Linked DNA regions of Hordeum vulgare: regions 2, 3 and 4 are each linked to region 1. The links are chromatin contacts, called in public Hi-C maps. All regions are on one chromosome and are shown on one strand. The core of a region is the stretch at or near the end of the contact, and the rest is flanking DNA. Distances in the headings are between cores, read along the strand shown.

The links. Hi-C and Micro-C count contacts between places; a contact is called where the count stands out from the background.
Region 2: a contact with region 1 is called in a Hi-C map of leaf, with 2.4 times the contacts expected there. The contact joins the promoter of LOC123407245 here to the enhancer-like site in region 1. A contact is called at or near these places in 2 of 6 Hi-C or Micro-C datasets (leaf and seedling).
Region 3: a contact with region 1 is called in a Hi-C map of leaf, with 7 times the contacts expected there. The contact joins two enhancer-like sites. A contact is called at or near these places in 2 of 6 Hi-C or Micro-C datasets (leaf and seedling).
Region 4: a contact with region 1 is called in a Hi-C map of leaf, with 4 times the contacts expected there. The contact joins two enhancer-like sites. A contact is called at or near these places in 2 of 6 Hi-C or Micro-C datasets (both in leaf).

What each region holds. Positions count from the first base shown.
Region 1 is chr7H:86,658,137-86,664,436 of MorexV3_pseudomolecules_assembly, reverse strand. No RefSeq gene overlaps it. Among protein-coding and RNA genes, the nearest start is that of LOC123407892, 32 kb to the right of the region's middle. Within about 2 kb of position 4,031, at least 1 of the 3 cell types and tissues checked has open chromatin away from gene starts, as enhancers often do. A contact at or near this core is called in leaf, where this site is marked.
Region 2 is chr7H:87,104,312-87,110,611 of MorexV3_pseudomolecules_assembly, reverse strand. It overlaps LOC123407245 (protein CELLULOSE SYNTHASE INTERACTIVE 1), which reads left to right and starts at 2,788. Exons shown (of 8, transcript XM_045100336.1): 1 at 2,788-3,004; 2 at 3,397-3,538; 3 at 4,831-4,886. The coding sequence starts at 3,473.
Region 3 is chr7H:87,077,338-87,083,637 of MorexV3_pseudomolecules_assembly, reverse strand. No RefSeq gene overlaps it. Among protein-coding and RNA genes, the nearest start is that of LOC123407245, 27 kb to the left of the region's middle. Within about 2 kb of position 3,262, at least 1 of the 3 cell types and tissues checked has open chromatin away from gene starts, as enhancers often do. A contact at or near this core is called in leaf, where this site is marked.
Region 4 is chr7H:87,009,796-87,016,095 of MorexV3_pseudomolecules_assembly, reverse strand. No RefSeq gene overlaps it. Among protein-coding and RNA genes, the nearest start is that of LOC123407836, 15 kb to the right of the region's middle. Within about 2 kb of position 3,880, at least 2 of the 3 cell types and tissues checked have open chromatin away from gene starts, as enhancers often do. A contact at or near this core is called in leaf, where this site is marked.

The sequences.
Region 1 (6,300 bases), core at 2,782-5,281:
TGGACTAGGCCTTGAACTGCAAGTTTTCTGCGAATCTAGCTTCACACAGATCCTTGACCGATACTAGGCTACCGTGGGACTTCCCGCCGATGGAGCTTATGCGTCATACTCCGAGACCTTTCGTGAGTATACTAGAGAGCACCCTACTCTCATAGATTGCGACGTTTAACAATCTGACTCATATAGGTATGTTCTTCAAAAGATGTTCTACAGGCCAACATCTCTGCTTCAGTAAGCCCCTTATAACATATTAAGATGTATATCAACCTGCCATGCAGTTTACGAAAGTATTGCATCTTCATGGAGTGGTATTATTAATGATAAGGATACTTTCCTCTCAGTTGACCAACAGCTTGTCTTCCACATCTAATTCATGGGATCTCCGATCACAAAGAATAGGTTACCACTGTGAACAACTCAAATTGTGGGTCTCATACCCATCTCCCTCGATGCATTATCCATCACATTACGTGATAGACCCTTTGTAGAAGGATCTGCCAAATTTTTAGATGTTTGGATATAATCCAACGCAATAACTCCGGAGTTTCTCATTTTCCTGGCAGATTTTAACCTTCTCTGAATGTGTCTTGATGAATTCCTGTTATCCTTTGAGCTTCTCACTTTCGTGATCACAGTTTGATTGTCGCGGTTCATAAGGATACCCGGTACTAGTTTCTCGACAACCGGCAAGTCACTCAAGAGCCGGCGAAGCCAATCTGCTTCGACCGTAGCTGTATCTAGTGTTGTGAGTTCTGCTTCCATTGTTGACCTTGTTAAGATCGTTTGCTTGCAAGACTTCCAAGAAACAGCGCCACCTCCATGAGTGAATACATATCCGCTCGTGGCCTTTATCTCATCAGCATCAGAGATCCAGTTTGAATCACTATACCCTTCAAGCACCTTTGGGTGTGCAGTATAGTGAATACCATAATTTGCAGTGCCTTTCAAATAACGCAAAACTCTCTCTAGAGCTTTCCAATGCACATCTCCTGGTTTTGAGACAAACCGACTCAGTTTGCTAACAACAAAAGAGATGTCAGGTCTTGTAGCACTGGCTAAGTACATAAACGAGCCAATAATGTGAGAATATTTCAATTGGTCTCTAGCAATTCTTCGATTCTTTCGAAGCAGCACGCTCGCATCATATGGTGTGGGAGAGGACTTGCAGTCACTATACCCAAAGCGACTCAAGATCTTTTCCACATAATGAGATTGAAGCAACGTAATCCCACTATCTTCGTCTCTCAACAACTTGATGTTCAGAATGACATCAGCCACTCCTAAATCCTTCATCTCAAAATAGTGAGATAGGAAATCCTTGACCTCTTTAATAACATTCAGATTTGTTCTGAAAATCAATATGTCATCAACATACAAGCAAAGGATAACTCCCTCGCCCCCACCATGGCGATAGTACACACATTTATCAGCTTCGTTTACTACAAACCTGCGGTTGTTAGAGTTCTTTCAAACTTCTCATGCCACTGCTTGGGTGCTTGCTTAAGTCCATATAAAGACTTCAGCAACTTGCATACTTTCCCTTCGTGACCATCTACTACAAACCCATCTGGTTGTTCCATGTAAATTTTCTCATCCAACTCTCCATTTAGGAAAGCAGTCTTAACATCCATTTGATGAACGAGAAGACCATGTGAGGCGGCTAGTGAAAGTAGTACTCGAATAGTGGCCAGTCGAGCCACGGGTGAGTAAGTATCAAAGAAGTCTTCACCTTCCTTTTGGGTATAACCCTTAACCACGAGCCGTGCCTTGTACTTTTCGATATAGAGATGAGACGACAAAAGACATGTGTACGTATGATCTAGAAAAGAACATGTGTGTAACCGTTCTAAATAGACAAGGTATCATATGGACTGATGAGAAGAAAGGGAACATATCTAGAAGTGAAACTATAGCAAAAATTTGTGGTAGGAACTCAAAGAAGAAGAACATGTGTACGTAATGAGTTGCAGCAGCAGTAGGATTGGTGTTGGCGTTGGCATGTTCCCGAAGAGGTGGTCGACGTCAGGGAAGTAGTCGTCGTCCGGGAAGAGATCGTCGGTGTCCGTGATCGAAGCCAGTAGTCGCGTTGAGCGCTCCCCAAAAACCTTATCGCCCTTCTCCCGTACGTGACTCGAAGAGACGTAGTTTCGGAGGCCTGCTGTCCCGACCTATGGTGCACGCGGCAAGACGGGATGGGGAAGAACGTAGCAGCAGCACACAGAAAGGAACCGGTGGCGAGAGGGAAGTTCTAATGCGTCTTCTCTGAAGAGGAGCGACCTATCTTTTATAGGCGCAGGAGAAGGAGGCGAGAGACCAGCGACGGGAGCCGAAGAGAGCGAGGGATACGAAGCGAACGGACGGCAACGTTCGGCTCGGCTCGGCTCATTCCCGCAACCTGCGGCGCGTCGTGACGAGGCGAGGCGAGGCGGACGGCGGAGGAGGAGGAGCGCGCGTGTATGTCTCTCTTGTTCTCAAGCTCATACATGTGTGAAAACATCCTCCCTTATAAGGAGGTCCAACTCCCACTAAACTAGCAATGTGGGACTAAACATTTCCACCTCTTGCCTTGCACAAATGGGTTGTGTGGGCCTCCAGAATTTATTAGGAATTTTCTGAAATTATATATTGGGCTGGCCCATAAGTAGACAAAATTCCAGCATGGGCTGGGTCCCGTGCCCGACACCATTTCGGTGGGCAGACGTCATCGACGATGAAGTTGAGGAGGGCGGGTTGGTCGAAGCCCCGGCCTTCCTCGCGCCGTCGGTATTTGGGGAGTTTTTGGCAATGGTGTAGTCGAGTGCGAGGTGGGTGACGGGATGAGTTGCGTTCACCGGTGATGGTTGTAGGCCAGCCTTCCCCGTGCTACACGGCTTGCTGCCCTCGTGGCGGGAGATTCGCGCGTGAAATAGGAGCTCCCTATTCAACACCTATGCACCAGTAAGCACAATGATGCATAGTTCGGGCGCGAGGGCCTTTAAAGTGTTCATGGATTAAAAATAATAATGAATTGGAGAAAAATATCAAAAAAAATCATGGCCCCGTAAAGTGTTCACTCCTTGCGGTTGCTTCTCGATGACCAGTCTTGTTATGGTTTTTATCATTTGTATTTTCCCGTGGTTTATTGTTTTTGGAAACAAAATATCATTCTTCTTCAACTCATTTTTCTAAAAGTAGGTAAAATAAAATTATGTTCATGGATTTAAAAGAACATGAATCAGAAAGATATCACAAATTCAAATATACACATATTTTTTGAGAAAAACTATGAATTCAAAAGGTTCACCAATTCAAAAAATCAGATACTTTGTAAAAAATCACAAACTAAAAAATGTCCTTTAATTTAAAAAATATTAAAAAAATCACCAAATGTTTTAAACAATGAAAAAAATCCCAAGAATGAGAAAATACATTCAAAAAAGTAAATTGAAGAAATAAAACACTGAACAAAGAACATAAGAAAAGCCGGTTAAAAGCTTATAGAAGTCACAAATTCGGCAAACACTATTTAGCACCACAGGCGCCGGTTACACGCAAAGTTTGCTAACCGGCGCCTACAGCGCTCCGCAATGGGCCGGCCTATCTAGTGATCCTGTCTGTGTTTTAGTCCGTGAACTTTTTTCCAATTGATGAATTGTTTTAAAATCGGTGAACTTTTTTGAAAATGGATGAACTTTTTTGAAAATCAGTGAACATATTTTAAATTCGTGAACTTTTTTCGTAATCAATGAACTATTTTTTTAAAAATGATGTAATTTTTTTTTAATACCGATGAACTTTTTGGAAAATCTATGATTTTCTTTCCAAATTATGTGAACTTTTTAAAAATTCACGAACACATTACAAAAATCGGTGAACTTTCTTTCATAATCATTGGACTTTTTCATAAGTCGATTTAAAAAAAATATGAACTTTTTTTCAATTTTTTAATGACCAACGCATTTTATATGGGTGAACCCACGAGGAGGAGCGCTGTAGGCGCATGTTTCCCTAACCGGTGCTGAAATCGCCACATAGGAGGTCACCACAAATTTGGCTGGAAGCTTCCAAAACCGAAAACATATTCATGCGTTATTGGACCAGTCCATTATTATCCTAGCGATCGATCGGTGTGCGCCATGTAGAAAAAAATCCCTGTCTCCAGCGCTATAAGCGCTGAATAAGGCTGATCCGTTAGGGCTTGTTCGGTTAATCCTATCAAAGAGGGGATTGGAGAGGTTTGAAGGGGATTGAGGTGGAATTTAATTTGTAGGGGATTTAAACTCTTCCAATCCCCTCCAAAACCCTTCAATTCTAAAAGAACCAAACAAGGCCTTAGGAAGACTAGTGGTAAGCGAACCGCGAGCGGAACCTCTCCCATCGGGAGCTACTAATGGAGGGGCACTTGTTTGAAAGCCTTTCAAGGTTAGATTATTTTGGATAGATTGAAAGGGTTTTATTTGGTGCGCTCTCAAAGTGTACCGCGTGTCACACTTGGGATGTTTCCTTCGTATTTCATTTTTATAATTTTTCAATATGTGTTTCTGATTTATTTATTTTGGGTTTCTTAGGTTTTTGGTTTTGGGTATCTTAGGCTTTTTGGTTTTCCAACGGTTTCTCCTAGGATTTGAAACAAAACATGAAAAGAATGGGCGAAAATGAATTTTCTTTGCGAAAGTCGTGGATTTGCTTTTCGTGAAGGCACGAATTGATTTCACGAGACACAGAGACGTGCCTTCCGAAAAAGGAAAAAATGTGTTTTCTTTCTTTCATGAAATAACGGATTTGTTTCTCGTGAAGGCACGGTTGTACCTCTTAGAAAGAAAAAAACATATAGTTTTTCTTACATAATGGGCACAGATTTGCTTCTCGTGAAGGAACAAATTCGATTCCACTAGAGGCACGGTCATGCCTCTCGCAAAAAGGAAAAAAGTGTGTGTTTTTCTTTCATAAGACGCACGGATTTGCTTCTCGTGGGGGCATGAATTTGCTTCTGCGAGAGGCACGGTCATGCCTCTTGAAAAGGAGGCAAACGTGCTTCTTGTTCGGGATTTTTCGTGTGATTTAAAAAAACATTGAAATCTATCAACATGGTATCTAGTTTTGAACATCTTGACACGATAAATCTAACAATGAAAACATTTCAATATTTGGACGTACTGTTTGAGAGATAAAATGTTTTGAACAAATAAAAAAGGGAAAACTTGTAGGTTGCGACAAGTTGCGCACATGCAGTGTGACACGTGTCACAAGCGGGATGATAAGGGTATGTATAATAGTTGATAAGATAGTCTTATCTTAAGTCTTGTGTGTAATTTAGAGATGACAAAAAATATCTTACAATGGATCATCTCTTAGCCTTATCTTCAGTAACTATCTATTCCTAAAAACATGATAAAACATACTCCCTCCGTTTTAAAATATAAGTCTTTTTAGAGATTCCACTTGGAACTACATACGGAGCAAAACAAGTGAATCTGTACTCTAAAGTATGTCTATATACATTTGAAATAGTCCGTAGTGGAATATCTAAAAAGACTTATATTTAGGAAAGGGGGAAGTATTATGTTAAGAGATCATCTCTTGTCTTCTTTTAAATAAATAAGACAAACATTTTCTTATAAATTCTCTCTCCTTCACTTCATCATTTATTTTACGTGGCATTCCTAAGATAGCAACATTTTACATGTTTTTACAAAGATTGCTCCTTAACTATTGATTTTACCTCCCACCAGCTTCTCGCTTTGTTTGTCTGGTTCGACCCATTCATCTCGTTTTCGGTTTTGGGAAGGTTCTAGAAGTTTCTCAAACAATTTTTTATTTTTTCATGTTTTTTCTCCTATTCATTTTCGTTTTTCTTTTCCTTCTTCTTGTAATAGTTTTTTTTCTTTTCCATTCTGTTCATTTCTGTTTCATTTTTTCCTTCTTCTTTTCCAGTTTGAATTCCTTTTATAAAATTTAAAAGTATTTGAAATAGTGAAAAAAAATTGAATTCACCAACATATTTTTGATATCCATAACTTTTTCGAATTCATACTGTTTTTATAAATTCGTGTACACTTTTCAAAATGATGAACATATTTTTAATTTGTGGTACAAATTAGTGAATTTGTTTTGAATTCCGAAATATTTTTTTGAAATTTCATTTTTGTAATGCATGAACGCTTCTTTATAAATTTCTGTACATTTTTAAATTAAAGATAAAAATAAATGATTTTCTTTAATTTACGAAAATGTTTTTGAAATAGTGAATCTTTTTAAATTCATGAACATTTTAATTGAATTATTGGGTTTTCTTGACATGCTATTTTGTTTGAAACTCAT
Region 2 (6,300 bases), core at 1,539-4,038, 450 kb before region 1:
GAAGATATACTGAAGAGCGGCTCACCCATGTTGTGTATGGGGGAGCAATCAACTAGTCTTCATCAAGCCAACGCAATCAAGAAGGTGGTCCATCTTGAGGAAACCAAGATCATCGTCATCTAGCTCAAGAGGACGAGGTGCAAGGTACAGGTTTGCCCTTGATAGGTTTTCTGTTTTAGGATAGATTGCCGTTCTGTCAAGGGGGGCTCTCAAGTGAGTAGCTCGATCGTATCGTTCGTTGAGAGCTCAAACCATTTCCATCCTTGCATCATACTTCTTGGTTCTTATTTGGTGTTTCTCTTTGTGAGTTTTAGAGCTTATGGTCATCTTCATGACAAGCTCGAGTTCATCGAAAACGGAGTCCATATGCATCTACTATGATGTTTTCGATGTTGGAGTTTTTGTCGGTTCTTCATTCATAGAGGTCTCACATCTCTATATCATTGGCATTTTCACATCTGTTTGGATAGCTCTTGTCGTCCTGAATCCAACAAGCTTGGGTTTGCTCGATTCGGAGCTCGTATGCGAAAGTTATGGCTGTTTCAGTGGCGAGCGGTAGTACCGCTCCAGTCCTAGCGGTAGTACGCCAGGGGCAGCGGTAGTACCGCTCCGGGTGGGCGGTAGTACCGCTTCGGGACAGTAGTACCTCTCTCTGAGCGGTTGCTCTCCGTCGGACTTTTTGCGAAGACTTTCTCTAGAGGTAGTAGAGCCAGGGTCTAGCGGTAGTACCGCCACGGCTAGCGGTAGTACCGCTAGGGGCTGTACGTGTGCTGAACGCGGAGGTGCCGTCCGTTCGGCGCTAGATCGGAACGGATCGTTGGACGACGGTGATTTGAATCACGAACCTGTACCACTACATCAACCGCGTTTCTTAACGCTTCCCGCTTAGAGATCTACAAGGGTACGTAGATCTAATCTCCTCTCGTAGATGGACATCACCATGATAGGTTTTCGTGTGCGTAGATTTTTTTGTTTCCCATGCAACGTTCTCCAACATTAAGTGCATTGAACCGACTATATTTTGCTTGTTTCTTTCGTCTTATTTTTGGATCCAACTATTTTATGGATAACATTTCAAGCCAGACTATTAAGAAAAAAAAAGTACATACATCATACTTCCTCTTTTTCGGTTTATAGGGCTCAAATCTAAAATCTCATCAGGTGAGTTGTGAGTGGATGACACTAGTTTTAACTAGTCACTGAAATATTTTTCACATATTCAATTTTCGAGGCAATAAATGTAGCATCCTCCTCATTGAACTTGCATGATGGATATAGAAAACGATGAATGCATGACCACTCATTTCCTTTCTCTAAACTCTATGAATTAAATATGACATGTGACTCAAAACACTTTAACTCAATTAGACTCAAAATGAGCCTAATAAAATGGAAAACTGAATTTTTTGAGATGAGCCGTATAAACCGGAAAGGAGGGAGTAGTTCCTTAACCTTAACTGAGTTATTTGTGTGGACTTGTCACGTTCTTATGAGGGCGTCTGCACAATTTAGTGTTTTGTTTCGCAAATCAGAACGTAATTAAATAAGCTCCCGTACACCAAACCAAGACTAGTACACCCAGCACACAGTCCGACACATTTCCTATTTTCTTGGGTCAAACGGGATTTTATATTGTACTCCCTCCGTCCGAAAATACTTGTCTTAGAAATGGATATAATTGATGTATCTATAACTAAAATAAATCTAGATACATTTATCTCTAGGACAAGTATTTCCGGACGAAGGGAGTATATCAGAAACCAGAAACCCAAAAGATTCCTCAATGGAATTACACCCCAATGTCACATGTATATATAACAGAGCTTATTACCAACGACATGTTTCATACTCCCTCCGTACCTAAATATAAGTCTTTTAAGATATTTTACTAGGTGTCTACATACGGAACACAATGAATGAATCTATACTCTAAAGTGTGTCTATATACATCTGTATGTAGTACATTAGTTGAATCTCTAGAAAGACTTATATTTAGGAACGGAGGAAGTACATATTCACGTAAAACTATATCTAACGCCCAATTCGCAGAAAATATTGAGGTTTTATAGGAACAGAAACGGGCGTCACAAATGAACGGAAGAAAACAGGCGCGGTGACGTAAATTAATCAGCTTGTGCAACATGTTCTTCCGAAGGAAGAAGGCCGGTACGAAAACACCCTCCACTCGTTTTACAGCTATGCACAAGTTGGCGGATACCTCTCCCTCCTATCCTACCTGTTGATTTTCTGGCTCCGCAAGACAAAAACCCCTCCAGCCCATGCAGACTGGCGCTAATCAACAAACACCGCACCTCTACCAGCCTACAATCCATTGTTTAGTCCAATCGATATCGCCTACTAAACTAGAATAATCATGATGTTGCACACACATCCTTTAGAATCTAAACATCTTGCGCAATGCCCTTTGCTACCCCCCCAAAAAATTAAAATACCGAGGTCACACTGAGCAAAGGTTACCTACCCATCATCATCTGGCTAAAATTATACGTACTTATATATGTTTTTTTCGTATGATGCCTACTGAATGTGAAAACAAAAACTTCCATTTCACAATTCATGAATGTGGAAAGGAAAAAACAAAAAACTCGTCTAGTTTTGCAAATACGAGAAACGGGAAGGGTGTTGACGCAAGAGCGCCAGTACGAAGCTCCAAGCAGAGTTGCTCCGCACTGCCACTGTCGGCGGTAGGTCGCTGCCGCGCTGGGAAGAGGAGGCTCGCTCACTCACTCACTGGGAGGTGGAGGCTATATAAATTGCGGCTCCCTTTTAGGCCCCCCATAATTAGCGTTAATAATAAAAGTTTCCGCGCCAGGGAGGGAAAAAGATCGAGAGCGTAACAGACGCCTCTCTCTCGGCTGTGCGTGCATGGGCGGCGCCCCCCTCCCCACTGGATCTGCACTGCCGGCGTAGCAAACTGGGAGGCGGGCGGCCGAGCGAGCTCCCGGAGATTCCTCGCAGAAATCTCGCGCCGGTTCCATGAGAGGTTCGCCCCATCTTCCGATTCTCCTTTGCTTTTTTCCCCCCCTTCCCTTCCGCGGCGATTCCGGCTGCGGCGTGCTGCTCCAGTCGAGCTCGAGCTCCGGGGGGGATTGCGCGCGATCTAGCTTGCCGCGCGACGAATTCGCGGGGCAATTAGCGCCCAATGAGGCGATTCGCGGGGGCTGGTGTGGGAAGTTGGGAGTGTCGGTGATCCGCTCGGCAGCGGCGGCGGCAGCTGCCGCGCCCGTCCGCGCCTAGATCCGGGGCCGCGCGCCGGCGGTCAGCTGCGCCCGACGCAAAATCCGGCCGTAGCTCGGCGCCGGAATGCGATTTCTCTTCACTGCGTGGATCTGACGCAGCTGTTTTTCCTTTTTCCACTTTTACTGTCGGTTTCAGGTTGAGAGCTCGGAGGCAGTGAGGAAGAAGCGGGTAGCCTGATCTGCCCGGCTCCAGGGGGTCACGCACGGCTAAGATGGCGGCGGCACTGGCGTGGAGGTTCAACGGAACCAACGGCGGCAGCCACGGCGGCGCAGATCTGGTAGGTGCCCCTCTCGCTACTACTGGACGTCGTGGTTCTGAGCTACTGTAGTAGACAGTGGCAGGCAGCCCGTCGCTTTCCGAGTTTTTCTTCAACTGCAATCTTCGGTTCCGTGATTAAATACTACTCCTACTAGTAAAGTAGCGGGATAAGGATACTCTTTGAGAGTGAGATCGGTTGTCACTTGTCAGCCTACCTGATACAAGCCTATCCTGGGTTTCGTATCGGTCGAATTTCGTGCTCTGGGGTTCTAGTTGAGATGCAGTTTTACTTACTAGCCTTTCAACTAGGCCTATCGACTTTTACTGTGGTGTGTGGACATAACGTAGTTTTCAGTATCTGTATCTTTGGATCGAGGGGCTAGGAAGCTGTTACTCTCTTTTGGCAGGAGTGGCAATACCATTCTTGGCAGAACATGGCCTGAATAAATCCATATGCTCGTGTTTGGCATTTATAAGCATTCGAAAGCTTTGTTGTGAGATAGGCATGTAGCTATTTTGGATTAAACGAAAGTGTGGAAAAGTTAAACTGATTGAATTGACTGCATTTTTGTTGCTGCATCTTTGCATAGTATTCATGTACTGAATCTCAGGTTCATTTTTGTATGGACGAATACAACCTTTTTTAGTTCTTCATCTCCGTGGATTTCCATGACTTCCATCTTAGCCTTCTGCATATAAAGTCATGTCATGTAAGTAATTTGACTAACTATAATCTAGAGAAATTATTCTGGAACTTCGAAGTCATGCCATAGAAAACTCTGTTATGCTTCCGTGGAATTAGAGGGAGTCCTGAGAAAGTGCTTGTCATGAAACTTCAATGGTGTTGTTATCACTACATATTTCTACAGTGATTTCATAGGCATCTTTGAAACACCTTTGTCATAATTCTTGTATAGTTCTTTTTGTATTACCCGTAACCATGTGATTTCCGTCAATTAGATACATACTCTTGAGACTTCATGTACTAGAGAACAGTGATTTATCACACTGCAAGAATGATGATTGTTTTCAGTCTTGCTTGCACTTTGAGGGAGAATATGGGATTGATCTGACAACATGATCATCATTTTGAACACCCGACCTATGTTTTGGAGTCATTACATTGTATTCACCGTTGTAATTCTGTACATTTTATTGTAATGATTGTTTCATGTTCAAAAGCCTTCATTTGAATCTAGTGCTTATGGTGTTCAACACTTTGTGCAATGCAATGCTATCAGCTCATGTAAAGTTCAAAAAAGTATGTCTTGGATTCTTTAATGCTAATCACTCTTGCTTCGCTATCAACAGGATAAAGTTCAAGATTCAGAGCCACCAACTCCTGTCTCGGTCATGAGAATGGGCAAGTAAGTTGTGATTCTTTCTTGGTTTGTACCTTGTAGTGCAAAATGCTCATAGTCGTGTATAGCATGATTGATGAAATGTGATTTACCACAAAAACATTTCCACTACTCTTACCTTCTCTTATTGTTTTTCTGCTTGATATGTCTGTTGCATCTCTTGGACTTTTCTTTCATATAACATCATGCAATACAACAACTGTAAAGTCGTCAAAAGGTGATCTTAGAATTTCTGAATATCAAATGGGAAAAAGAAAATGTCCATTTTGTCAACTTAAGGGATATTTTTTTAGAAGTGACTTATATGTCAACCAAACTAGTAAAGAAATGGTAATGAGTAATCTATATAATGACTACCCTGCACCTCAACAAATTTCTGCTCCAAATAAAGGGACCCCTAGATAAAAGTTTTTTGATGCCCTGGTTTAACATTACTTGGATGTGTAAGAAATTATGAAAGCAACAAGAGTCAAAACCTACACCTACATTTAGATAGGCAATTGCATTGGTTATTCGAGTTACAGTATTACAATTGTAATAAGGTGCTATTGTAGATTTAAATAGGTCCTGCAATTTTAGCTTCAAAGGCAGGAATGCAATTTGGAAATGTTTTGAACCTTACTTCACAAAGAGGGGAACTTGAGCGTTTTTCAGTCGCCTAGAACGGGACTGCATGCCTAGTCTACCCAGGTCCAAGGCTTCGCCTCCGCAGAGTGTGCTCCTCGTAGTTTCTTTTAAATTAAAATCACATGGATGCTAGTGCCGGTTGGTCGAGTTCTTTTTTTACCTCATGAGCGAGTAAAGGGCAGGGACAGGTGCATCTCGAAGGAAATGAGATACTTGAATATGGAGAAATTGACCACATACAGGAGAGAAGATTTTTCATGAGCAAAATTCTAACTATTCCTTCTTCCTTGATCTCATAAGTTACAATGCAAACACATTGACTTGCCACCTAAGACTAACTCTATCTCAAACTCAAATCTATCTTGAATTTTTTTAAAGGGATAAATTCCTAATCAAGCCAACAGATCAAGATCAAAGCAAAGTAACGTGCAGCAGCCAAATGAGCATTCCAGGAAATATGTTAGAATCGAGAGATCACATGACTTTTTCCCTTCCAAATCATGCAGGAGAACTGCATAGACAACTGGGCGATAAATACAAAGAGGGGGTAATCTAAACCTAAAATGACAAATACATAGATGCAAGAGCTATGGGCAGAGCGTGGGGAACAGCCAAGCACCAGTTCTTGCAGGCTGTCTTAAGTTAGCCGACCACTGCATTAAGCCATTAAGCGAAGTCATCTTGGCAGAAGATCACACAGCATTTATAAATCATCTGATACACCTGTTTAATGAAAATGCCACATGGATTTGACCATCTGTAAGTAAAGAATCACAAACTTCCAAAATATCAA
Region 3 (6,300 bases), core at 2,013-4,512, 420 kb before region 1:
GAAGTTTGCCCTATAACAAAGAGAGATGCTATAGAGTTAGATCATCTACAACCGGACTTAGCAAATTCGCCCCCCTATACTCCCGCGGGCGTGTCCGCGGAGAGCGCCCGCCGGCCCCTCATATGTTGCATCACACATCCACGTACTTCAAGTGCAATCCTCAAATCCATACAATCCATGCACGTCGATCATCCGATACAAATTGTTCGAATTCAGTAGATCAAAACAAAAGCAAATGAAATCATAGTTCAACTAACCGGACATGTCAAAATGAAATCAATGTCCGAGTGACAAGGGGCGCTTGTCTGATCATTGGCTGAACGTGTTCATCCATGCATCATGCTCGTCCAGCTTGTCCTGCTTCGCCTGCATCCGGGCTGCATCCTGGCCACCTGCATCCTGGCCGCCTGATGAGCTGCCACAGCTGCCCTCGCCGCCTCGAACGTCCTACGGCTGTTGATATCTTTATTGTTCTCCACAAGTCATCTCTTGGCATGCTCATCCAAGACGGATTTGTCCGCCAACATGATCTTCACATCCTCCGCGCCATGTGCGAGTTGCAAGCTTTCCTTCTGGAGCTCAGTCTCTCCAAATGTCTTGGCCTTCTGGAGTTCCCATTTGATGGCCGCCTCTTGCTTCTCCAACTCGATCTTCTCCCTCTCAATTCCAAGCCTCCTCTCTGCTCTCATCTCGTTCGAGTCCATCCTCTCCTTTTGCGCATCCAACATGAGCTTGTATCTCTCCTCTTTCTTGTTCTCCCTTGCCTTCTCCCACTTGTTTCCCATGACTTGTCGGTTATCCTTTGGCACGGTAGCTGTTCTATTGGTGACGACAACCTCATCGTCCAACCCAATGGATTGGTGAGAGCTTGAACCATCATCCATCTTCTTGCTGGCTTTGAGATCGCCACAACTTGTATACACTTTGGCTTGCCATTCAATAAGAGCCAACAATGGCTAAAATCAAATGGCTTCTTCTCGACCTTGTGTTACAAAGTGGCCGCCACCACCATCTAGCATATGAGCACAAGAAACATGCATATGAGCACAAGAAGCATATTAAAATGACAATAAGATGAGGCAATTGAGCTTACATGAGTTGCCACTTCCATCCCACTTTGAGGCCGTTTGGTCACTTGTGAGTAGTAGCCGACATACTTTTTCCCTTCTCCTTGAATCACCGCCATCAATGTTGGAGACATGCCACATTGCGAATGGTCACGATAGGATGTGGCTCCACATACTCCTTTCGTTCATGATAGTCCTTCCAAATCTTCTTCCAATACGTGTTTCCCTTTCGCTTGGTGCCGCTTATTGGATCCAATGATGTGTTCAACCAAGATTTGACCAACAAGATGTCTGCAAATTTTGAGAAAGCCAGACCTCTTGCCTTAGCTGTCTTGCTCTTCTTCTTCTTCTTGCTCGGATTGGAATCGGATGTTGCCCCAACTACAAATGCGGTGGTGTCCTCCAATTCAGAATCCATTTCGACAGGATCTTCATTGTCATTGATCATGCTTACCTAGTATGCCGCCTAGATGATGTTGGTTTGCAAGCATTCAACATGTGCGACGCTTGCTCCGTGCTCCCGTGCGGCCGTGCTGGGCCGCACCGGGGCAGCCCCTTCCGGCCTTCTCGAGGCCTCCTCCATGCGAATCTTCTCCCTGCCGTCGCTCCTATTGGGGCGTCACCGGGCAAAGCCCGTGTGGCGTGGCAGCGGCAGTAGATCTCCTTGGCCATAGATCGGATCGAGGCGACGACATTCCACACCGGTCATTCAATGGATGTGCCTCAGGGAGACATCGACTAGGATATGCAACGTGCAATGGCAGACGGTCAAGGTCAGTGGGTGGTGGCGGCGGTGGACGCGCCCGATCTAGGCCCAGATCAGTCCAGACCGTTAGCCACCGAGATCATTATACCGGCTGCATCTCAATGTCTCCGACGTTTTCTCGAGCTAGTCCTGCAGCACGAGGAAGCCAGAGGCTCCGACCCCGGCTGTGGCGGTGGTGGCCTCCTCCTTCCCCGGAGGTGGTCGACCGACTGGTTGTGGTGGATCCCTAGATCCTGCGGCTAGTCCCAGCGGCAATTTAGGGAGGCGTGGTTGCCGGTGAAAACCGAACTTCGACTACTGTCATGGCAGGTGATGGCAGCGTCTACATGTCGTTACTTTGTTGAAGGCATCACAATTGCAACCACCTTCTACTCACTCGTGCTGCTTCGGGGAGAAACCCTAGATCTGGGTATTTTGGAACAGATGATGATGACGCTCTTGGTGTCGATCTCTCTCATGAGTGAATTGTTTTGGAGAAGCTACTGGTCGAAGGACGCAAATAATAGAGCGGTGTACATCTACCGCGTCGATGACGCTGAGTCTCGGCGGCATGGTGCAATAGAGTCTCGGTGACGGCTGTGAGATGATGGACCCGTGTAGGGCGGGGGCGTTGTCTGGTGTTGTGGTGACTCGATGACAGGCATGCCAAGGTCAATTCGTCATTATCTACTCTGAAGATGGATCAGTGCAAGACGATGTCGACGACCTCTATAGCGGGTGTATGCAGTTCCCACTGAGAGCGGGTCACATGGGTGTGTGTCAGACCTGGCATTACGGCTTGGTTGAGGTCTTCGGCTTTAGATGTTAGGCTTTCGTGTGAAGTCTGGGTATATGGCTGAGACAATCTGCATCCGTTCATCAAGTGGATAAGAGTAGCAAGAAATGTTGTGAAGATGGTGGGTTCAGACTTATTGATGTATTACTTTATAAGATCTCGATGAATAATTAATAAAATAGTTGCATGCATCATCTAGATGCAAAGACCGAGAGTCATCCTCCTTTTCGAAAAAAGAAAAAAAATCATATACAAACTAGTGATCTATGCAAAACATTGAACATTTAATCGGACAGGAGCGAACAAAACGTACTCGGTCTTATTCAATCATTTCGTCGAAGATTTGAAATGCAGCCCGGGCGGTGGCGATGCCCGTGCTCATCCGCCCACGAATGAGCAACGGCGCATCACCAAAGAGATATGATACGGTACTAGATACTTCTACACATTGCAAATACTCAATGTTGAGATGATGTCCACGTCCAAAATACTTAATGCGGCCACTTGCGAGCTGCAAGTGGACGACCAGGACCTTGAGCTGAGCAAACAACAACGAAACACACATTATTTCTTTCCCCGTCACGTATAGCTATCTTCCACCCGTTGGCACTCCATATTTGTTACTCCTCCCGTTGCCAGGCGCTGGCCCTAGCATGCGCACGTGACCGACGCCCTCCAGCCCGTTGGCCGGCTGGTCGTAGTCCGCCACTATCATGCCGTCCTTCGTCCGTATTCATGACACGATGAAGACGATGCGGGAGTCATGGAGAATGCGACTCGGTTAAGACTTATAGAGTGTGAGCAAATTGTAACCCACAATTAGATGCACGCCATTCATGTTTAACTTTCGGACACTCTTCCCATACCTATCACTCCTATCCAATGGTTAGGCTGTCGAGATAGCAAGCCAGAAAGTGAAATAGAAGAACAACAAACCTAGCATTGTCGCTTACTTCTTCAACTCTTGAAAAGTGACATCTCAAATATACGTTGGTAGGAAAGTGAGAATGTGTAAATATGTAGGCAGTAGCTGAACTTGAGAATCTCTACAATGAAGGTGAGAGATTGCATGACATGAAGAGCAAAGATTACGTATGATATTAGGTGACGAGGGTTATTCTTTACAGAAAAGATAACGTCCATACGTATGAGCGTTTGCAAACCGTTCACATGCATAAATCTGCGTTCGTTTGTGGTTTACACTAATCTTGACATTTTTTAACAGTTTTTTGTGCCACGTAGGAAGGGGCTGGTGTGTGGGTGTTAAGGAGTTCGCCCACACGCCTGTTCGCGCACGGCCACACACAACTGCCAACCCGATGTGTGGTGGAACTGACGCCGCGCTCATACGCCCGCATGCCTGTTAGCTGCCATGTCTTCCCAATGTTACATGACAACTGAGTGGAATTGCCGTGTCCGCATGCCTGACAATTGCCATGTCTTTCATAGTGTTACATGACAACTGAGTGGAACTGTGTGTCCGCATGCGTGTGAGTTGTCATATCTTTCCCATGACAACTAAGTGGAACTGCCGTGTCCGCATGCCTGTCAGTTGCCATGTCTTTTCAGTGTTATATAGCAACTGAGTGAAAGTGGCCGTGCCCGCATACATGTGAGTTGCCATGTCTTTTCAATATTACATATGGCAACTAAGTGAAACTGGCCATGCCCACATGCCTGTCAGTTGTTATGTCTTTCCAGTGTTACATGACAACTGAGTGAAACTGTCATGCGGGGGCATGCAGGACAGCGAGGTGGCAGCATGACGAATGTGCGGACGCAAGGGCAGGAGGCCGGACATGTGGACGTTAGCTGTTTTGCTCACACGCACGCGTATGGTCTGTTTTCCTTACACATCACACGAGACGTGTGGGCAACCCCTTAACCCCCACACGTTAGGACCCATTCTTTATAGGTTAAAAATATGAATAATTTAAGGCTACAACTTTTACTTATATTGAGAACTAGCTTCATTTTTCACGGAAGTGTACATGCATGTTGTAAGGGGAAGATGATTTAATTCTGCTCCGTGTCTCCCTCCAGTGACGTGCATAGCACAAATTGACAAGATAAAACGACCACCTACAACAGCATGTGATAAGACCGACAATCACCTAAAATGTGTAAGGCTGGACATGGCCCGACTCGATCCTGATTCGGTCTGGCTCGGCCATCGGATCACACAAGAATTATCTTTCACGTGATGTAAATCCAGAAAAAAATGCCTTGAACTACAAGCCAACACAGGGTCAGAGTGCCATGATTTCAGATCCAAACCTATTATGTTCTCATAAATATTTATGTGTTCCTATCCTATCTTACAAGTTATAGACACCTATTACGACTTATGATTCGCATCCCTTAGGGTGATAATAACTGGGATTCTTTCCGTTGATTATCGTAATTTGAGGAGTTCATGTATTCACTAAGCGCTAATGCTTTGGTCCGGTTCTCTATTAAAAGGAGACCTTAATATCCCTTTGTAACATCCCAAATCTTGATATGTTATAATAATACTAGATTGATTGATTGATTGATTGAGTGATTGAAACTTGAGTGAAATTCGAAACTTTTTAAAACTTTTGAATGAGAGGGAATAAAATGACTTTCCCAGTTTTTTTTAATTCCAATTTCATCCAATACAAATCACTGAGAGAAGATAACATGACTTCTTCAAAATAAAGGACTTGAAAAAAAAGGTGGTCCGTGAAAATAATTCATTTCACAATCTATTTCATATTTAGTCCTATTTGAAAGTTTAAATGAATTCAAAATCCCCTTACCCAAAATTCAAAATCTTGAGAGGTGCAATATGACACTCCAAACCAGGGGCCATTTGAAATTTTATTTAAACTTATGAAACTCACAAGACTATTTCGAAAATGTTTTATATTATGTTTCAAAAACAATTTTTGAAGCGGTTTTCAAATTTACTTTTCTCCAAAATAAAATACATGGAAAATAGGATAAAATGATTCCCTTCAATATAAAAATGGAGAGAAATTAATTTGAATCCATTTTAGTATTTTCAAAATGTTTTCTTTTCCTTTTATTTAAAACAGTAGCACTGTTTGAATTATTAGAATTTGTGAGATTTTTGTTTGACCTTGAAAATATGTTCATCTCGTAGGAAATCTTTTTCTGCAAATTTTGATATATAATATGTCTATATAAAAGTATTATAAATTTTATTTTATTTAGGATTTCTTTCCTGTTTTATTTAAAAGGAAACATATCGCTTTTAATAGGAAAACCTAATTTGGGCCCGTACCAAATCTGGCCTGAATCTTCTTCTCCTTCCTCCAACCGATCTCCTTCCTCCTCCCACATACATGACCTTCCATGGCTAGAGTAGAACGAATCCCACCCTGATCTCCTCGCTCCTTCCTTCTCCGAGCACCCCGAGCCCCTATAAATACTCCCCTCAACCTCCTCTCCCCATTTTCCCCGTAGCCCCGCCCCTCCCCTCGTCGGAACGCAACCCTCGCCTCGCCGGAGTTCGCCTTCAACAGGAACTCGCCGGAGCTCCTGCTGCCTCCTCCCGTCGCCCCCAGCCCCTGCCGACGCCACCAAGCTTAGGCGGAGCTCCCCCTCCTCCGCCTGGACCCCTCCGCCGCCTCGGCTGGTCACCGGAGCCACCTCCCTGTCGTCTTCTTCAACTCCGGCGACTATCTCCGGTGAGCTTCAAAAAT
Region 4 (6,300 bases), core at 2,631-5,130, 350 kb before region 1:
GATGGAGGTGACGAAATACTTTGTGAATTGATTGGCGTTCCTGATTTTGATATGCTGACCGACAACATGATCCAAATCGACCCATAGCTTAACAATTTCTAATTATGAAATTTCCATATTTGGTTTGGCATTAATTAAGAAATTTTGGGTCAACCACTTGATGCGTGCAGTTTCTAAAATGTATATGGTTGAATTGTTTTTTATGTTTATGGTGGAGCAGGTCTTATTAGATCTTTTAGTTGCAAGAAAGCGGGCATCATTGGCGTGTAGCATCGACAGTTGTAAGTGCGTGTACATGTTTCTGTAGATGTTGCAACTATATAATAAAATGTGGCGTACAGCCTTGACAGTTGACGATGTGTGCTTTGTTTTTAGTCAAGAGATGTATGGTGTAAGCGACTTTACATGGGATACTACGAGGTCAACTTGTGCTTGTTACTACATGAGTAGTTACTGATTTAGCTTAAAATCCAAGCAAAATGCCAGCTGCACGCGTGGTTCCCTGGCATGAGACAAATATAACTAAGCAAACGAGTTGACCAAAAGTTTAATTATTCACCCAGAATAGTGAAGGCCGGCTAGGTTCAGAGCAAATATTCTTATTTCTTTAAGGTCTCGAGACTACCTGACCAAGAGGTAAATATTTGCAATTTGCTACAAACTCACCGTCAGATGTAGGCATATTGTATGATACAATCCATTCGGCAGTTCAAGTCTCATTCACCAAAATATTCCAAGTTTGTGAGCTTTGGATTCACGGGTATCTAATGTATGTAGACTGGTCACCAAATAATTATAAACACGATGCCACTTGCACTAGTAGAATACGTATACCTCATCACATCGATGTAGAAGCGCATAAATATGAAAGTATATTTTTATGTTTTGATATGTACATGCATGAACGTACACATGTGCAGAGCTGGCAATTGTGCTATCTTGGATCTCGGATACACAGTTCACGCCTTAACGCGTTAGTGTGACCTACACAGTCAGTTTGTGTTTTATAAAATTTGCTATTGCTTTACGTAGGAAGTAGGTGAACAATAAGGAAAAAAAGAAAGAAAGAATCAAGAACAGTATCCTGCCTCTTGAAATAAGAGAAAGGGCAGCCCATTTTTGGAAAGAAATGGACAGAACATTTGGGTAGTTAGAATCCTTTTTGAAAATGCTGGTAGTTAGAATCCTGTCCTTTTCAGGTATTAAAGCCCTGATCTAACAAGCAACAGAGAAACTTACCGAATAGGGCCTGCGATGATACATCTCAATAGAGGATCCACATGGGTCACATCCAAATTAAGACTATATATATGTTGGTGCAAATTTGGGTACATCACTGCATCATGATATAACAAGCAACAGAGAAGTCTGCCCTATAGCAAAGAGAGGTGCTATAGAGTTATACTGCAACCATTAACCATGAGTGAACAAAGATATAAATAAACCACATGCTAACATTGTGACATGTAGACAAATCAAGTACATGAATACATCACTAGCAAGTTAGATTAAGAACTAGCTTGGACCAAAAATGACTCTTTACAAGTCGGCAGGGAATACTCATACGTCGAGTGCCTGGAACTATCGGTGGCATCACCAAAGAGATATGATACGATACTACATACTTCTATACGTTGCAATGCTTTTTTTCCTCCAAATAATACGTTACAATACTTAATGCAGACTATGAGATGATGTACACATTGCAATAATTTATGCAGCCACTTGCAAGCTGCAAGTGGAAGACCGGGACCTTGAGCAAGCAACAACCAACACACAATATTTCTTTCCCCGTCACGTATAGCTATGTTCCACCCGTTGCCACTCCATCCCGTTGCCGGGCGTAGGCCCTATCGTTCAGGTGATGTAAACCTAGGAAAAATGCCTTGAACTAGAAGCCAACAAATGTTTGGAATTGTTTATGTGTATTTACATCAAGTTGTGATCGAGCAGTGGGATCTTGATTCGGGACGATTGATAGAAATATATTGGTTCGCGGGATAAATCGTGGACGCGTCATGGTGCAATATATATAGATGACAGGAGTATATTTCATGAGCTCTTTTAAGATGCTCCAACAGTCCAACAGTCCAACTTATCACTTAGGTCGTATAAGAGCACCAAACATGAGGTGTGTTTAATTAACTCTTTTCCTTTATACTTTAACCTGTAGCAGGTTGTTCTCTTCCATCGTGCGATCTTCAGGCGAGGAAAATTATCCATCTTCTCTAAATCTTGTAGTCTTTGCTACAGTATTTCAATACATGCATGATTTCACTATCGTATTCGTATGAGTGTGAAAAATTGTGTGTGCGACGGACTGGTCGATATTACTCCCTCCGTTTCTTTTTAGTCTGCATATAAGGTTTGGCCAAAGTCAAGCTTTGTAAAGTTTGACTAAATTTATATTAAAAAATATTAACATTCACAACATGAAATCAATATTATCAGATGCATCACGAGATGTATTTTCATACTATATAATTTTAATATAATAGATATTCATATGTTTTGATATAAATTTGATCAAATTTTATGTTGTTTGACTTTGACCAAATCTTATATGCGGAGTAAAAAAAAAATGAAGGAAGTACTAGTTATGAATTACTATTTCTCTTTCAACGAACTGACTAAGCTTGCATGTTATTGATTTATTTATCATGTCACATTATAATTTTACCGCGTTACAATATTTACTGCATCATGTAGATTTACAAGATTACTACTATTACTATGTCTTTGCTACTCAAATAATGTAGACATGTCATGCCACAAGGTGAATAGCCCAATGTTTTCACATTAAATTGTCATGGTACAGGTTAATCACCTGAACCATCTGCCCTCGCAAAAAAAAGAGAGTGATCTGCGCCGGCGCGCCGGCCGAATCTTTGGGCCGGCCGCATGATCCACCAACCCCGCGCGTCCGCACCGTTGGATTTCCATGCAACATTATTTCCCCGATGCAGCAAAATTTTGATGCGATGCAGTAATTTTTTCAATGGTTGCACCAAAAAACAAAATTTGTAGAAAAAAACGAAGTTGATGGTACGTGGTAGCAAAAGTGAAACGCCGGTTGTAACAAATATTTACATGACGTGTATGCATTTTTTTTAGTGAACGGTTACAGCAAAAAATGATGTCGGTTGTAGCAAAAATTAACACGGTTGTAGCAAAAGTAAAAAACATCGATTGTAACAAAAAATTCGAAGAACTGGAATTGCAACCAAACGTATATACAGTTTTTTTACTAGACAAACGTAGGAAAAAAATAACGCTTGCAGCAAATATGACGCTGGTTGCAACAATTTAAACGAAAAAATGTTGCATGCCCAGTCAGCAGACGCGCGCGGTCGCGCGCAGCCGGCCGAACGGTTCGGCCGGCGCACCGGTCAGAAACGATTCCCAAATCACCTAAACCATCTAAGGAGTAAATCTGTGTCGCGGTGTTTCAGATGGAACAAAACAACCTTCTACGAAATTCATTATGAATCATAGTCTAATATACGCCGTTAAACCATACGACCAACCCAAAGTAAAAAAAAAAATTGAGGGTAACCTAAAGTAATTTGATGTGACGTAGAAGAGCTCAAAGACAACACAGCGATATCGAGACACAACGGTTGAAGAGCCCTCGCCCGCCATCACCCGCACACACGACACGGGTCATCTCTCCAAGCGTTTTTAGTATGGACGAGTGAGCAAAATGTCGACATGGCGTTCTAGATGGCAAAAAACTACTCCCGCCAGCTCAAGCATACAGCGACACTAGACAAGATGCGCGCGCCAGCTTGTCCCGCCACCCACCCACCAACCCGCCGCCCCCGCCACATCGGCGACACGCACACGAACAATATAAAACGGAGCGGCTTCCCCATCCACGGCAGCCGGTGGCAGCCCGCCGGTGTGGTGCCCAGCTCCGGGGGACGGGGGGCACCCGAGCGCGCGCTCCCCCGGATCGAAAACCACATGACATGATACCAACCACAAACACTCCACCGGTGACGTGCGTGAGCCAACAAAGGTGATGGACGACGCTCAAGCTAATTTAACCAAAGCGCATGTACTCCACCAGAGAGTAGCATATATAGCACTCCATTAATTCAGCTAAACTAGTAATCTAATCCAAGTGGCTGCGGCTTACGAGGTGTATGTGCACGGCGCCACCATGGTTAGAAAGGGGCCGAAAATTGAGAGGCCAGCGTCGGACGGAGCATGTCTTGGTCACGTACGTTTCGCGCCCGGATTGGCCTCCTGGTGCCGTCAGAGGGAACAATGTTGTATTTTATCCTTCTGGCTCCGTGTGTGTGTATGTGTAAGAGTGAAAGAGAGTAGCATGGATCTGAAACTACCTTTCTACACCGAGAAGCTTTGTACAGTGAAATAAAAAAATAGAAAACAAATTTAAAAAATTCTGAATTTTTTGTGTGACATACTTTCACAAAGGTATGGTGTGCATGCGGAATTTCATCATGAAATCACATTGATGAAAGTCGTGTCGAAAAAAACAAAATCAGAGCTCCAAAATGCATTTGTAAGTAAAATTTTCATAGCATCAATTTTGTTTTTTACCATGCCTTCCATCAATTTTAAATTAACAAAGCCATCAACCGATCAGGAGTACAAGATCAAGGTCATCAGCAAAGCAACGGCTAAAAGATACAAGGGAGAAATAAGAACAACTTACTACACTACACCTTTTTTTCGAAATGGAGGCTAAGCCCCGGCCTTTGCATCGAGAGATGCATAAAGCCATATATTAAAATTCAAATCAAGTCTCAGACAAGTACATGAAGGGTCTAGCAAAAGGAAAATAGAACGATACAAGTCATCTTTCTTGCCCAAGCCGGAGATGACAAAATATGTAGATAACTAAACACCTATCCTATTAACATGACGTCATCCAAACCGTTTGAAGATACCATGTGCTACCATCTCCCAACGGACACACCCAGTAACCATAGGCTCCCTGGCGTCCACAAGAGTGAGTAATGACCACGTGCGGATCAGTGCGGTAGCCCTGAAGATAACCTGCAGGAAACAACAAACAAAAAATTACAATGAAGAGGAGCTGATTGAGGATAAGCTCCCTACACAAAGGCACTTGAAACGACTACAAAAGAAGCAACGAGGTAATGCAACCGCTAGCAGAGGTCGGGCACATGACTAAAAGCAGAAACTGGAGATGACACAACAAATGCCTTCTCTAACATCGAAGGGGGTCCCTTCCCCTCGTGTAGGCTCCGAAGACGTCGTACCGTGGAAGAGTAGAGACGCTCACCCGAGAGCTAGAGCATTGGTTGGGCTCGAGTCCAGGCCAGCTATGGAACACAACCAACAACATGCCGAAGCACACACAAGCCAGCTGCACCACAGTCACCAAAGGAGATAGATGGAAGAGTGTAAGGCGCCGGGAGAGTCGCCGGAAGGAAGAAGCTGCCGAGCCACGTAGCGAAGATTAGGACCGAGGTGCAAATGAACCAGCAGAAGTTGGCACCAACGACACTGCTCCAGTCGGAAAGAGGAACCTGATCCCCTTCCGCCTAGGCTCGAGGGCGCCGACCCGCCGGGACTGCCAAAACACCACCAGAGAGCAACGCGTGGCTTGGTCTGAAACCTGCACGGAAGACGCTAGAGAGACTCCACAAACGCGAGGCACCCACCTGCAGCTGCTGCACACACCCAAAGCACCAAGCTTCCCCAGACAACGCCTCCAAGGAGAACACGACGCACCAGATGCCGCCGCCGCCCATCACCAGGATTCGAGCTTTCGCCCGGGAAGCAAGGTTGGGGTGTGGAGGAGAGTCCCCGACTGCGGCTCCAGGGAGCAGAACGACGCAAAAGGGCGCCGCCGCCGTCGCATTGGTAAAACCAACAGGGTTTTCCCTCGGGCTCATGCAACACCACCAGCTCGGGGAGCACACCCCCCCCCCCCCCCCACCCCGCCCCGACACCGGATCCGGTGACCAGAGGCCCCAGATCGGGCGTATCCAGTGGAGGGTGAGAGGAGAGAGGGGGAACAACATGTTCTTCGGATCTGGAGCAGAGAAGGGAAACCTCGCGCGCGCCGCGACCATTGTCCGTCGGGGCCTCGCTGACCGAGCAGCTGAGGGGACCGTCCCGCGCCGACTCACCGACTCGGCCGCCGCTCAGGCTTCCGGGATCCAACCCCAGCGAGGGGAGCGACGAAGTCCCCGCCGTCACCGTCATCGACGGTCATCCGTGCGAAGCCCGACGACCCCTTCAGGTGACGGCGAGGAAGGGGCAATGGAGGGGGCGGCGCCGAGGGAAACCCTAGGAGTC